Regions from separate parts of the Zea mays genome. Here region 1 is linked to region 2. A link is a contact called in public Hi-C data. All regions are on one chromosome and are shown on one strand. Each heading gives the region's core, a stretch centred on a gene start, on an enhancer-like site or on the middle of the called end of the contact. The rest is flanking DNA. Distances are from core to core; before and after follow the strand shown. Region 1 holds the start of LOC103650196. Region 2 holds the start of opr6 (12-oxophytodienoate reductase6).

Region 1 (7,250 bases), core at 1,481-3,980, 750 kb after region 2:
AAGATCTCCCCAGCATTGAAGGTGACCGTGATGTTGAAGATGATAGCCATGGAGTTGTCGTGTATCAACGTCGCACCCCCTACCTAGCGCGCCACTTGTCAGTGTTTATGACCCGACCACGCACCATGGGATTCTCCATGTGATGCTTTTGAGTAGGACGACGTTGTTGACTGCGACTCGATGGTACGTGCAGGAGCACGTCGGATTGCACAAGGGTTTATACAGGCTCAGGCCGCAAGAATGTGTAACACCCTACTTCCTATTAAGGTTGTATGTTGGAATTACACTGGAGTATACGTATTACAAATGAGATGAGGGTGGTGGAAGATGAATTCTCCTGTTGATCTAGTAGCTTGTGGTTGCTTCGAGAGGGCTAATGAGCTTTGGAGTGGTGCTAGGATGTGGTAGATGAGAGATGTCATGAGATGTTTTCGTAGGGGTACCCCTCGGCCTTATATAGGTGACTAGAGGGTTATCCATTTACAAGTTGTGATCACTATTCATTCTACCTAATTCCTCCTTTATCGTGGCATGTATTCCTACTTATCCGGAATTCAATCGCTTCCTTAGCCAAGTTAACACCGAGTGTTTAGCCCTTCATGTGTACGCAACCTCTTCGCTCGAGATATCAACGCTTCGGTCTGCACATAACTCGGATGTCCGGTCTTCATCTTCTTGGATCAAGCTCGCCAGGCCTGATAGTGGCCCGATGGCCTGTCTCGCTAGCCACACCATCGGGAGGCCCATTAGATGGCCCACGTTGTGTTTCTGTGTTCATGAGGACTCGGAGGATATCTATCCCCACAGGTATCCACCCAGACGGGTGTGAATATGGGTGAAGATTTTGAACCATGGATGCACCCGCACCGACTCGAAGTTTCACGGGGAGTGGGTTTCTATTCCAACCAATGGGTGACCTACGCCCGATTCGAAATTAGGTTTATTTTTATTTTACACAAAAATAATTAAGATACAATAGTAATTACTTTGAATAAGTAACTTAGCTAAAGATCCATGAAATATTTTTGTTGCTGCTCAACGTGAGAAGTCTTAAAAAGTTAAATTTTTTAGATATCATTGAATTATAACTGGTACTTAATTGCTTATATCTGAATTATTGTTTAAAATTGTGCACTGAGTAAAATATACGCGGGTGACCCGAAACCCGACAAGTTCGGGTGCGGGTTTAGAATTGCACCCGCAGATATGATCACGAACAAATTTAGATAGACTTCAAGAGTATGATCGTAGACGAGTTCTTACTCCACGTGACCCATTACCATCTCTAATCCCATTCTTCCTCTCACAAACATTACAAAACTTCTAGAACTGTCGTACTACTAGAGAAGGTTGAGGGTCAACCCACCTCCCCTCAATCATAAGGTCGTCGCAGAAAGATAGGAAGGACAAGCATTATGGTACAATTGGGGTTTTCATATAATTAATACAATAAAACTAAAAAAAGTTATATAAAATGTACAAATATATTTTATTATTTACTCTATTAATATGTTAAATTTTTATTTCTAGTTCGTCCTATGTTAAATGATATAAAGTAGAGAAAATTCTATCTAATATAAAAGTTTAAAAATAATATAATTTTCATTTTTATATTTTTGATATAGAATAATTAGAACATAAAATTTGATATATTGCTAGACTATATAACAAAGTATATCTATAATTTGTAAGATTTTTTTATGGAAATAAAAACTCGATTTAATGGTAGTTTTTACTGATTGGTAAGAGACATGAGGTGAAAGTCGACAAGTTGACACCTTTGCAAAATACTCACATTAGTCATCAGTATAACTATATAAGGTGTACTTTTACCTAGAAAATATTTCACTTCACAAATGGTGAGCAATAATATTATTCAGATCAGATAGATATAAATTTAAATATATAAAATTGCACTTAATACAATTGTTATCAAATACGTTTTCTAATTTACACATCTTTTAGAAACAACGAAATAATAGGATTTGCCATATCCTTGAGTGAGTAAGGAGTGTTTATCATGATTCTATAACAAAATTTTTAAAAAAGCTAGTCAGAGCGAGCGAAATATCCTAAGTCTAAAGTTGTAAACTCTATAGAATTTTAGAAGGTATAGTATAACTTTTTTAGAGTAACTCATTTGTTGTTCCTTTTGCTATCTCCAACAACCTTACCTATCACACGTCTTATTTCAAACTCCATTGTAAAATCACTGTAGCATATAGTATAAAACAGTATAAAACAATATTTTACACAACCATATGCATGGTCCGGTGGCCACAACTTCAGAGTTTTACAGCAGAACTACTTTGGAGCGGAAAAGAGATATACCAAACACTATAGATATACTCCCTCCGTCCTAAATAGTATTCGTTTTAGTTCTTAATTTATGTCTATATTTAATTAGATGATAATGAATATAGAATATATATTGAACATATAAATTAGTATTGTATGAATCCATTAAAAAACTAAAACAAATTTTATTCTGGGACAAACGGAGTACCTTTTCTATCTTTCCAAAGGCACAAAACCATGAATCTAATGGCACTCACGTAAATAGACGATTCAATCAAAGGCAAACTGGATGGCAATTTAGCAAATGTTAGCAACTCTAGGGGCAAAAGTTATGGCAAAATTGAAAATTTCAAATGGGGCGGTGGCAAATTTTGCCGCGATCTTCGTCTAAAAGAAGGAAACCCACTCCTCCAAGGCTCCAACCTCCTTCCCTCCTCGCACTCTGTGTTGCAGACCTCCGCCACCGGAGGTTCCTGCGGGTGCGTTTGCCCTGACAGAACACTGGAGGCCCCTGCGGGTGCGCTACCCCTGACCAAGCAACCACGGACTAGTCTACCGCCGTCCGCAGCATCCGTTCACCTTCACCCCGCCTGCGCGCTCTCTCTCTGCGACGACTGGGTGGGCTACTGCAGCCGCCGCCGCCCTACGCCGGGTGCCGAGGCCTTCGCCGGTCTCTTCGCTGGTGACGAGCACTCACCAGGTATTCCCGACCCTTCCTTCCCTTCCGGCTAACCGAGTACCCAAACCCTAACTTAAGGCTATTTGGCTATTTGATGCCCACTAACGTCAAAAAATCGAACTTGTTGCAAAGATTATCGGGTTGTACATGTGTTTTTTCCTTCATGTTCCTTTACTTCTGGCTACTGAAAATCCTGATTTGTTCAGTCTGTCTATGAAATTCAGCGAGAGAATTGGTTCTCTGACACCTAAATGTCTGAACTCCAGCGAGGGAATTTGTTCTTTGACACCTAAAGAACCCAGGTTTTTAGAAATATACAACTGACGGGTCTCAGTTCACCCAAATAACCCTCTGTTAAGGAATCTAGCACGCTGTCATATTTTCCAGGAACTCCACACACTTTTCTCCTCTGCAGCCTCTCTTCACTCTTCTTGGACCTTAGTCCTCGGAAAATGACTTAATTCTCAGGGTAACATCACCATTGGAGAGAGGAGGCAATTAAACTCAGTGGGCAACCAAACCTGTGCTTCGCAGAACAGGTTAGCCTAAGTCATGCAACCAAACACCTAGCTCTTGCCTGCAGCTAGCCTGTCTATCTCAGCAACAACAATAACAAAGCTTTTATTCCCAAGCAAGCTAGGGTAGGGTAGAGTCAAAAAGCCCAATATAACCCACCATTTAAGGTTTGGACACATAGATAACTATTTTTCATGCACTCATATTCAAGCTTAAATCTTTAGTTCACCCTTTCAAGTTTTTGTCTTTCTCTTTCCATTGTTATCACACCTTAGGATCCCACTACGCATTGGTGACTATGGACATGTACAAACCATCTCAATGGATGTTGGATAAGCTTTTCTTCAATTGGTGCTACCCTAACCTATCACATATATCATCATTTTGGAGTCTATCCCTTCTATATGGCTACAAATCCAATGCAACGTACGTATTTTCGCAATACTTGTCTGCTGAACATGTCATCTTTTGGTAGGCTAAAATTATGCACCATACAACATAGGGGGCGTTTGGTTTGTAGGGACTAATTTTTAGTTCCTTATTTTATTTCATTTGTCTTTAAATTGCTAAATACGGAAACTAAAACTCCATTGTAGTTTCCATATTTGGCAATTTAGGAACTAAAATGGAATAAAATGAACGGATTAAAAATTAGTCCTTACAAACCAAACACCCCTATAGTATACCTAATCGTCTACCTATAAAACTTGCCTTTTAGCTTCTGTGGTACCCTCTTGTCATATAAAATGCTAGATCCTTAACGCCACTTCATCCATTCTGCTTCGATTATGTGGCTAACATCTTCATTAATATCCTCGTCTTTCTGTAATATTGATCCTAAATATCTAAAAGTGTCCTTCCCGGGCACTATTTGATCTTTCAAACTAATATCTCCTTCCTAATGTGTAGTACAGTAGTAGTGCCGAAATAACATCTCATATATTCAGTTTTAGTTCTACTGAGTCTAAAACCTTTGGATTCTAGAGTCTCCTACCACAACTTTAGTTTCTTATTTACTCTTTCTCGACTTCCATCAACTAGCACCATGGTTTTTAAAGCGGTAAGGCGAGACAAGGCGTTGGACCACCGCCTGGACGCTTAGGCGTCGCCTAGGCGACGTCTTAAGAACAATGACTAGCACTACATCGTCCATAAAAAAGCATACACCAATGCATATCTCCTTGTATGTTCCTTGTGACCTTGTCCATCATCAAGGCAAAAAAATAATGGCTCAAAGTTGATCCTTGATGCAGTCCTATTCTAGCCGCGAAGTCATCACTCAGACGATGCTCGATAACTCTCCCCCATAGCTTCGTAGTATGACTCATCAACTTAATTCCTCTATAATTTGTGCAACTTTGAATATCTCCTATTTTTGTAGATCAGTACAATATACTTCTACACTCATCAGACATCTTGTTTGACTAGAAAGTATGGTTGAACAAAACTTGGTTAGCCATACGATAGCTATGTTTCAGAGGCATCTCCATACCTCAATTGGGATGCCATTATAGCTCATCCCATACCCTCTTTCATCTTTTTCAATGCCTCTCTAACATCATATTCTTGGATCATACGCACAAAGCGTCTATTGGTGTCATCAAAAGAGTCATCGAACTGAAAGGTTATGTTCCCATTCTCAGTGAATAATTTATCAAACACTCTCGCCATCTATGTTTGATATCTTCTTTCACCATGAGGTGCTATGTTTCATCCTTAATTAGGTGCTCCGTTTCATTCTTAATGCATTTAACTTGGTTAAAGTCCCTTGTCTTCCTCTCACAGAATCTAGCCATATATGTCATTCTCTTCTATCTTCGTACTCAAACGTTGGTAAAGATCATCATATGCCCTACCCTTTACCACTCTTATATCTCATTTTGTAGTCTTCGCTGTTATCTTGCACTTTTCTATGTTGTCCACAATCCTATCATGGTACGAATGTTTGCAGCATTGTCTTCTTAATGGTCCTTTGGACTCCTCGTTCCACCACCAAACTCTATTTTAGGCCAAGCCAAAATAGAAGCCAGACTAGACTTAAGCTAGGCATCCAAACAGGACAATATAATTCCTCTTCTTCCTTTTTCTATTTTTCTTTTTTGCCATATTAGCGGGCTAAGGTTTGTCTCGATTTATCCCTTCTCCAGACCCCACTTATGTGGGAGCCTCCGGTACTAGGTCGGCGTGGCGCTTTTGTATTTTATTAATTATTGGATAGTACGGAGTACTACTATTATGATTTAATTGATATAGATTTTGATGTTAGTCTTTTAGTCAGTCATATTTCAGCAGTTCTAGGTATAATCTGTTTATGGAACTACTGATTGTTACCATTTTGTTGTAATCATATACCCTTCATGGGTACAAAAGAAGTGAAGAAAGAAACCATCAAGTCTGTCTATATCATCGAATTGCAATATGTAAAAGTCATACCATTATATCCTTATTCTTGATTGACTTGTCTATCAGGCTGCTTCATCGTGAAAAATTGTTGCATGCAGCCACGCACATGGTTTGCACTATCCACCTACACAGTGATCTATGCTTCTGTAAGTTCTTTCTCATTGGCATTCAATCCTTTTTTCTTTGTGATGCTATACATGTTCCTTTGCAGTAGTAACCTTTATGTCCATGTCTGCATTTTCTGCATCCTTGTTGTGGGGGCATTTTTACCATGCTTGGTATTTTTCAAATTTCATGGCGAACATCATGTCACTATAACTTTGTATGCTACACACTGTATAATGTAGTTGATTGATATAGGAATCTTGTGTTGGGTTTCATTTCTTGTCAACTTGTACATGGTTGGACACAATCAAATGAATTTGATTGCTAAAGATCATGTCAATATGGCAGCAGAGTTCCTGATCATATTGCCATCGCGTTAGACTTCCTCCAGTCACAAATACTTGATGTTTTGGACAATGATGCAGTCCCTAATGTGTAGCTTTGACTACTCTTTTTTTATTAGGATATTTACAAAATCCAATATTTTGGTGATATTGTCATGAAGAACACACATGTATGGTGTTCGAATGTCTTATTTAAAAGTCATGGTAAAGTATCAAAAAAATTCTAGGGTCTTGTTCAAATTGTGAAGTATTTGTAACTGGAAAGAGTAGTTCTGTAGGTTGTTTTTTTCCTTGGGCAGCACTACTTGGGTAATCCATGGAAAAATGATTTGTATCGTGGTAAGCTCCCATGGTGTTGCTTAGCAAGTCAAGGTTTCCTTGTAGCAAAGTGATGAACCAAACACCTCATGCCATCATTTTGAATGTCATTGCCATGTTCCAATATTTTTTATACTATTCATGTTTGTACATACCTAGGTGTGATCTCCTCTGCACGATAGAATGCATACGCTTGGTTAGAAGTGCTAGGCTTTTTTTCTCGAATGCACAAGAGAGGTGCACAACATTATATTAAGGACTGATACCATAGTGCAAAAGGCACCTTACGTTGGCCAAAAACAAAAATACAGGAATGGATCCATAGCAGGCTCCAAAAATATATTACCTACTAAAGCCTCGGAATTGGGGCCGTTTGGAGAGCCATCCTGCTAGTTCCCATACTTCCCTTAACTTTTCTAATAGTTGCTTCCAAGTTAGGAGTAAGCCTGTCAAACACACGACCGATTTTGTGGTTCCAAAGGATCCGAAGTCCAATGTTAATTAAGGAGTTAAGCCTCTTTTGGCAATTCCTTGCAGCTGATCACTGCTCCTTTTCCATCACCGAATGGTGTCCCCTTCTCCCATCT
Region 2 (6,694 bases), core at 2,989-5,488:
CTATAGCAGTCGACTGTTGGATCCGACCGTTACTCAGACCATCCGGTGCTACAGCTCGAGAGCGCCCGTTGTGGGCCTCTCTGCGTAGACTATCCGGGTGTCCCACCGGACAGTCCGGTGCACACCGGACAACAACTGTTCATTGTCCAGTGCACTTGGCTGACTGCCCACTTCATGGATTTCTTCGCTATTTCTTTTGGGCTTCTTTTGTTCTTGAGTCTTGGACTTCTAAGCTCTTTTTATGTCTTCTTTTGAGGTGTTGCATCCTCAGTGTCTTAGTCCAATCCTCTTCGCATCCTATGAACTATAAACATAAACACGAGCAAACACATTAGTCCATAGGTTATGTTGGTCATCAAACACCAAAACCTTTTTAGCCAAATGGTCTGGGGTCCATTTTCCTTACAAATGGAATGTGATAGATAATGCAATAAATGAGATGTGTTTGAGACCCACATAAGTTGCATATGGTGGCAATCCAAACCTTTGTTATTGAAGATCTTGTGTTATGTTGGGTTGTTGGTTGAGGGTATAGGAAGCACCCCATTTTAGGTTTGGTATGGGTTTAGGCGACCACCATGATATCAGGGCCTCTATGGAGATTTAACAAATTATAGGTTAACGAGAGAGGTCATAGTGTGGGAGTGTGTATGATGCGTGAGAGACACCAAATTTAGAGAGGTTTAGGCCACAAGAGCTTAATAACATATGTCCACTAAGTTGCTTGATTGTATTGCTTGGAACCGGAAATGGCTAAGTGTGTGTGCCTGTCTAGGTGTCCTAGACTTGTGTTCATCCCAACGTGGTTGGCTTTCATTGGCCTCCCCCTATGAAGGGTCCCCTCTACCTTTTATAGTTCAAGGGAGTGGGGGTTACAAGTTATGTTGGGTCGGTCTGGTAGCTTGACCCCACCTAATGTACTTTCGAAAGTGTAAATGTCCATCTTTGCCCCGTAGAATTGTCACCCACACATCACAGTGGATGTCGTTACCGGATGTGGCAGGTGCCGTCCATGCGTGTGCGCACAATGCCACACTAGCGCCACACCTAGGATGCTCAGGCCTAACAGCCAGCATGGAGTAGGCTATGAGCACGGTCATGCATGTCCCGTCGTATAGGCACAACAACTCTCTTCCACCAACTCCTTGACTAACCGTGGCGTGGGCAGCTAGAAACATGGAGTTCCCAGAGCCCTTTAGGGGCATTGAGGACCTAAGGGCATATGGTGCATCCTATTGTGGTTGGTGGAGTGGCTCTGGCGAGAGACCCCAAACACATGGCACATCGGAACCCCATTAGGGACAAGGGCTACCAGTGATGCATGTCACAACCAGGCCTCGTTAATGGATTGGAGAGGGTGTTTCAAGCTTGAAGGTTGGTTAAGACGTGTGTGGCAGGGTCCAACTTGAGGAAGTTGGACATGCTCGAGGCCAAGATCCATAGATGGATCTGCGCTGCCTGTGGCGCCGCCCGTGACTTCTTTGCCACCAAGAGTTGCCTCTTCTTCCACATTTTCCACAACCTTCTCATCTCTAGTACCACCATCATCGCTGCCTCAGTGCTTGCCACACATGACAACCCTTCTACAAGGCCGACAATGATGCCTTGTTGCAGCTTTTCGATGCCACTCCCTTGAGAAGCTCTTCTACGTTTTCCTTCGAACTAGGTTACAAGAGAGAGTTATGTAAATGGTGGTAGCGGGTTATTAACCCACAACTTCATGACGAGTTATAAAATAAAGATTTCTAGAGCACCTCCTTGGAGCTCAACAAAAAAAATCTAGAGCTTATGGCTAGATCCACATATTTTGTGGAGCTAGAGTTGGTGGTGATGGAGGTGTTTGGTTGAAAAAAGTTGGATTGAATCTAGATTTCTTGGAGTGGAGCAGTCCCACACACCCCATTAATAATCTTGTATCATTATTAATGAACAAAATCACTAAGTGTATAGATACTTTGACAAATGCTTAATAATAATTTTTGTAGATTTAGTTAAACTTAGAAAACTTTGATCGACATTAATATTATAGTGACACTCATTTTATTTTAAGGTCAAGATAGTACTCCAGGTGGGGAAATTGTTTATAAGCCAATCATCCTAGAGTTGATCGAGAAATGGATAATCTGTGTACCCAACCACCGGATCAGAGGTATAGAAGGTGCTCCTATCATACTTGTTCAGCGGGGCATTCTTGGCAAAACGCATCGGAAGGTCCGGGTTGGCAAGGAATATCCGGCCGTATGCGATGAGATCTGCATAGCCACGGCCACGGGCAATGGCGTCATTGCCTTCCTCACGGTCGTAGCCTCCATTAGCAATGAACGTCCCGCGAAACGCCCTCCTGAACGGTAGCAGCATGTGCTCGAGAGTCATAATACCGTCGTCTGGGTTCACCCGCATCCTTGGCTCTACCATGTGGCAGTAAAGCACGCCGAGCGGGTTCAGCGTCTCGTCGATGACATGAAGCGCGAGCGCCTCTGGGTTGGAGTCGTGGCAGTCCATATAATCCGCGAACGGAGAGAGGCGCACACCGAGGCGGTTGGCACCGACCTCGTCCGCGACGGCTGCCATCACCTCGGCTGTGAAACGGCACCGGTTCTCCAAGCTGCCCCCGTAGGAGTCGTCTCGGTCATTGGTGCTGTCCTTCATGAACTGATCGAACAGGTACCCGTTTGCCGCGTGGATCTCCACTCCATCAAAGCCTTATAGTCACAGGAGTAGATCAAGTGTTAGTAATTTTGTAGTACACCCTGCAAAATGCATGCACTAGTTACTTTGTAATATGGCTTTAAGTGATATCATGTAAATCTTTCTAATCGTCTAATGGCTATTACACTGAAATTTTCATTAGTGTTTCTATAGATAATGATTGTCTCTTATACATATATTCAGTAACGTATCTATCGCTATAGATATGATAGGTGGAAGCAAGTGCGTCAATTATTGTAGCTTTAGTAGGTGTAATCACACGCGCCCAGTACTATTCTAGCTTTCGTAGGTGGAATATATCACTCACACGTCAATCTAGCTTCGATAGGTGAAGTCATGCATACATCATTCAAGTTTTGGCTCTACCTATATTTCCGGTTAATTCAGATGCTTGGCTCTAGAAATAACATGCTCTCTATTTGATCTTGAATACTGTTATCACGGTATGTGCCTCTGCTAGCAGAGATGCATCGTTTCTGGTCTTTGATGGTTATTTACCTGCTTTGATGGCGTTTCTGGCGGCAACCCGGAAGTCATTGACGACGTGTGGTATCTCCTCTGTCTCTAGTCTCCGAGGCACCGCGAACGTGTTGACGTCACCGGAATGGTTCACCTGTGCTGGGATTTGCTTGTCCGTGCTAGAGATCGGTGCCTGCCCATTTGGTTGGAATTCTGTCGAAAATGAAGCCAGCCATCAATCAGATTACCATACTGCTATATCATTGCCTGCTTTCTGTGCAGCCACAGAAACATACGCTGTAGCCAGCAGTGGCCACTGGCACTGGGGCCACAAGATGACCGGACGATGCGCTGCCAGCCAAGCGAACAGAAGAAAAAAAAAATCTCTGAGGTTGTGTTGAGATGCAACTAGCAACACGGGGAACAAGCGAAAATGCAACAACAAAAAAAAAAGAAAGAAAAAGAAAACCGATTTCAACAAGAATGAGAAAACCACAAAGCCAATGGCAGAGAACCTGAGGGGGAGGCCCGGCCGGTGTGCCAGAGCTGGGCGAAGAAGACGGCACCGCTGGCGTGGACGGCGTCGACGATCGGCTTCCAGGCCTCGACCTGTTGGTGGGTCCACAGCCCCGGAACGTCCGGGTACCCGCGCGCGCTCTCCGACACGGCGCAGGCCTCGGCGATGAGGAAGCCGCCGGGCGTCGCCCGCTGGCGGTAGTAGAGAGCCATGTGCTCCGGCTGCGGCACGTTCCCGAACGCCCGGCACCTCGTCAGCGGCGCCAGCACAACCCTGCATGTACATGTACGTATCCTCGCACACGAAGGATACCCAAGGAATGAACCTATGTGCGTTGTCGATGCACTATGGGGAGGATCTAAGTGGATTCCATTTTAGAGCATGTTGTAGGCATACATCTTTATTTGTTTATTTATTTATTTATTTATGCAATAATATAATAACCACTAACCTGTGTGCCAGGTTGAAATCGCCCATCTTGTATGGTGTCAAGAGAGGAGTCGACTCCATCTCCATTCCTCGCAGAGGTTGGCCACAGCTTGGCTAAACAGATGTGCTGTTTGTGTGGTGTCGGACCTCAGCTGCAGCCATATATTTGTAGACAGCCAAGGAGGTGGGAACCATTTGCTCTACACACTACGGGCTAGTTTGAGAACTAATTTTTTTTAAGTAATTTCTATTTTTCCAAAACCAATTTCTCTTGGGAAAAAATAAAAATCACTTAAAAAATGGGGTTACATAGGCCGCAGGTCGTTAATATAGATACAGGATTTGGTCAGAGGAGATGTTGTGTGGCCGTTTACAGCTTGTTCGGTTACAAGTGAATTAAAAAAAGATTAGAACCTTGTTTGTTTGTATAAGATCAGAGAAGATTCGTGCTAGTTTAGAGACTTACAGCGTGTTTGGATTGCAGGTTTGGTTGTTACTGGAGCCATCCGAACCTGTATCTGATCCTTCATTGATATTTGGTTTGCATTATATAAGAATGTCATCCATCATCACCATGTTTTGTTTGTAAGCCAATATGCAGGATCAATACATTCCGTATGAAATCACTAGACGGACCTCTACCGGATCAAGTCATGCCGAATCAGGCTATCTGTGAAACCAAACGACCTGTTAAATCCTCTTAGGATCCTTGCCATCTTCCAGGCAAAACAATTCTAGACTGTAATTTCAGTATGAAATTTAGTTATTTATAAGAGGTTTTTCCTACGTGCCTTACTTCCAAACTAGTTCTGAGACGGATTAAATCAGTTTCTGTCAAAATAATGACTAGCAAGAGAAGATTTAATTCACAATTCTCCTCCGATCTTCATCAATAGTCCATTCCTGACCAAACAAATACTATTGATGATTGAATCTCTTACTAATCAAAATGAAATAAAAACATTTAAATTTCCTCGATCCTTTCTGATAACTGTACGACTGAACAGTATCCTAGGAGCGGATTTTTTTACTTGACTTGCCGTAGATTCTGTGTTCATAACTTCATATTGAAGATGACAACAACCTGCACGTTGTCCAAGTTTGTGGACCAGCGAGCGCAGGAACCACGAATACGACGTGTCACTTATCGGATCTGGGCATCTCGCATCCATCAGAATTCGAGTCATTAGTACGAATTATAAATTCAAACCAGCTACAGTGCTAGATTTTTCATCGATATTATTAACTGAGATTAAAGACCTTGAATTTGAGTCTCAATTTTATAGCCTAGTGTTAATAATTGATGCCATTATTATTAGATGGTGCCTCTCACTTATATAGACAAAAACTTACTTGGCCACATACAAGCTACGTTCTAGCATCCTTTAGTCTGATCTCTGGTCATCAATAGATACCAAAGGAATTCTTTAATACTCGTTATATCCATCAACCATTATTGGAAAAGTTATTCGCTATTTGTGTTTATATATATATATATATATATATATATATATATATATATATATATATATATATATACTACTCTATTAAGAACATATTAGTTAGATGCCCGTGCGTTGCTATGGTTTATATATATCGAATAGGTAGACCTTATTTAAATGAAATATTTGTTCTACCACCATTTTGGTAATGGTAAGCAAACACACCTACATCATCCTTACTCCTAGGGAAATGAAGTCTACTAAAACCTTGTTCCATACAATGCACATGCAAGCAAATATACCTTCTTCACACTAACTGATTTGGTAGAACAGAATTTACTTCTTCACACAAACTAATTTCGTTGAACTAAATTTATGAAGCTAGAGGAAACTTTAGCATTGTTTATTGAATTTATCCAACTGAAACAAAAATGGTGAAAGAGAGAACTACATAAGCTAGAGGAAACTTTAACATTGTTTAATGAATTTGTCCATTGCGAAAGGTTCAACTGTGCATAATAAAATGGCTGAGGGAATGCTCAATAGTAACAATAAATGCTCAAAGGAAATTTGGGTCAAAATAGTTGATTTGTCTACTTTGGTTCTTTCAGCTAAGTTCTTTCTTCTTGTTCATTGAACAATTCTGTACCAAAAAATGTAAGTGTGTAATCATCGTGTATCCATCTTAGCAATTGGAAGAATGGTTTTAATTGGGTTGTGCAAAAAAAGTAACATAAGATATTGAATAAAAGTTATAGATAGAACCATGCATGAACCCAAGCATGAGATGGTTTCATATTGGCAAAAAAACAAGAAAATAAATAATGTTGAGATTTAGATATGTATCCACTCATGACTATTGCATAGCTCCACTTAGCCTCTTGATTGGCCTGGAACAGAGATCACCGCAGGAATTTTAGCAAATAGATCAAAGGAGTAAAAAAATAGAACATTCTTTATTTCTTAGTAGGTTGATAATTCAAGTAGCAATAAAATTTTGGACAAAGACACGTTAAAGTAGACCATTCGAAACTATGTTGTTGAGAGACTAACCCACAATCCAACTTCTGAAACTCATACTAACTCCAATTCTATTGATTATTCATGATAATTGTTACTGTCTCATCATCACATATCC

Evidence for each region. Hi-C and Micro-C count contacts between places; a contact is called where the count stands out from the background.
Region 1: a Hi-C map of bundle sheath shows a contact between it and region 2, with 3 times the contacts expected there. The contact joins the promoter of LOC103650196 here to the promoter of opr6 in region 2. A contact is called at or near these places in 4 of 25 Hi-C or Micro-C datasets (bundle sheath, ear, leaf and 1 more).

The regions. Positions count from the first base shown.
Region 1 is chr3:71,339,718-71,346,967 of Zm-B73-REFERENCE-NAM-5.0, forward strand. It overlaps LOC103650196, which reads left to right and starts at 2,731. Exons shown (of 3, transcript NM_001347051.1): 1 at 2,731-2,998; 2 at 5,963-6,042.
Region 2 is chr3:70,586,962-70,593,655 of Zm-B73-REFERENCE-NAM-5.0, forward strand. It overlaps opr6 (12-oxophytodienoate reductase6), which reads right to left and starts at 4,239. Exons shown (of 4, transcript NM_001112362.1): 1 at 4,137-4,239; 2 at 3,684-3,958; 3 at 3,208-3,381; 4 at 2,024-2,702. The coding sequence starts at 4,201. The coding sequence ends at 2,098. LOC109944823 (a long non-coding RNA gene) reads left to right here and starts at 4,206. Exons shown (of 2, transcript XR_002268016.1): 1 at 4,206-4,298; 2 at 4,599-4,694.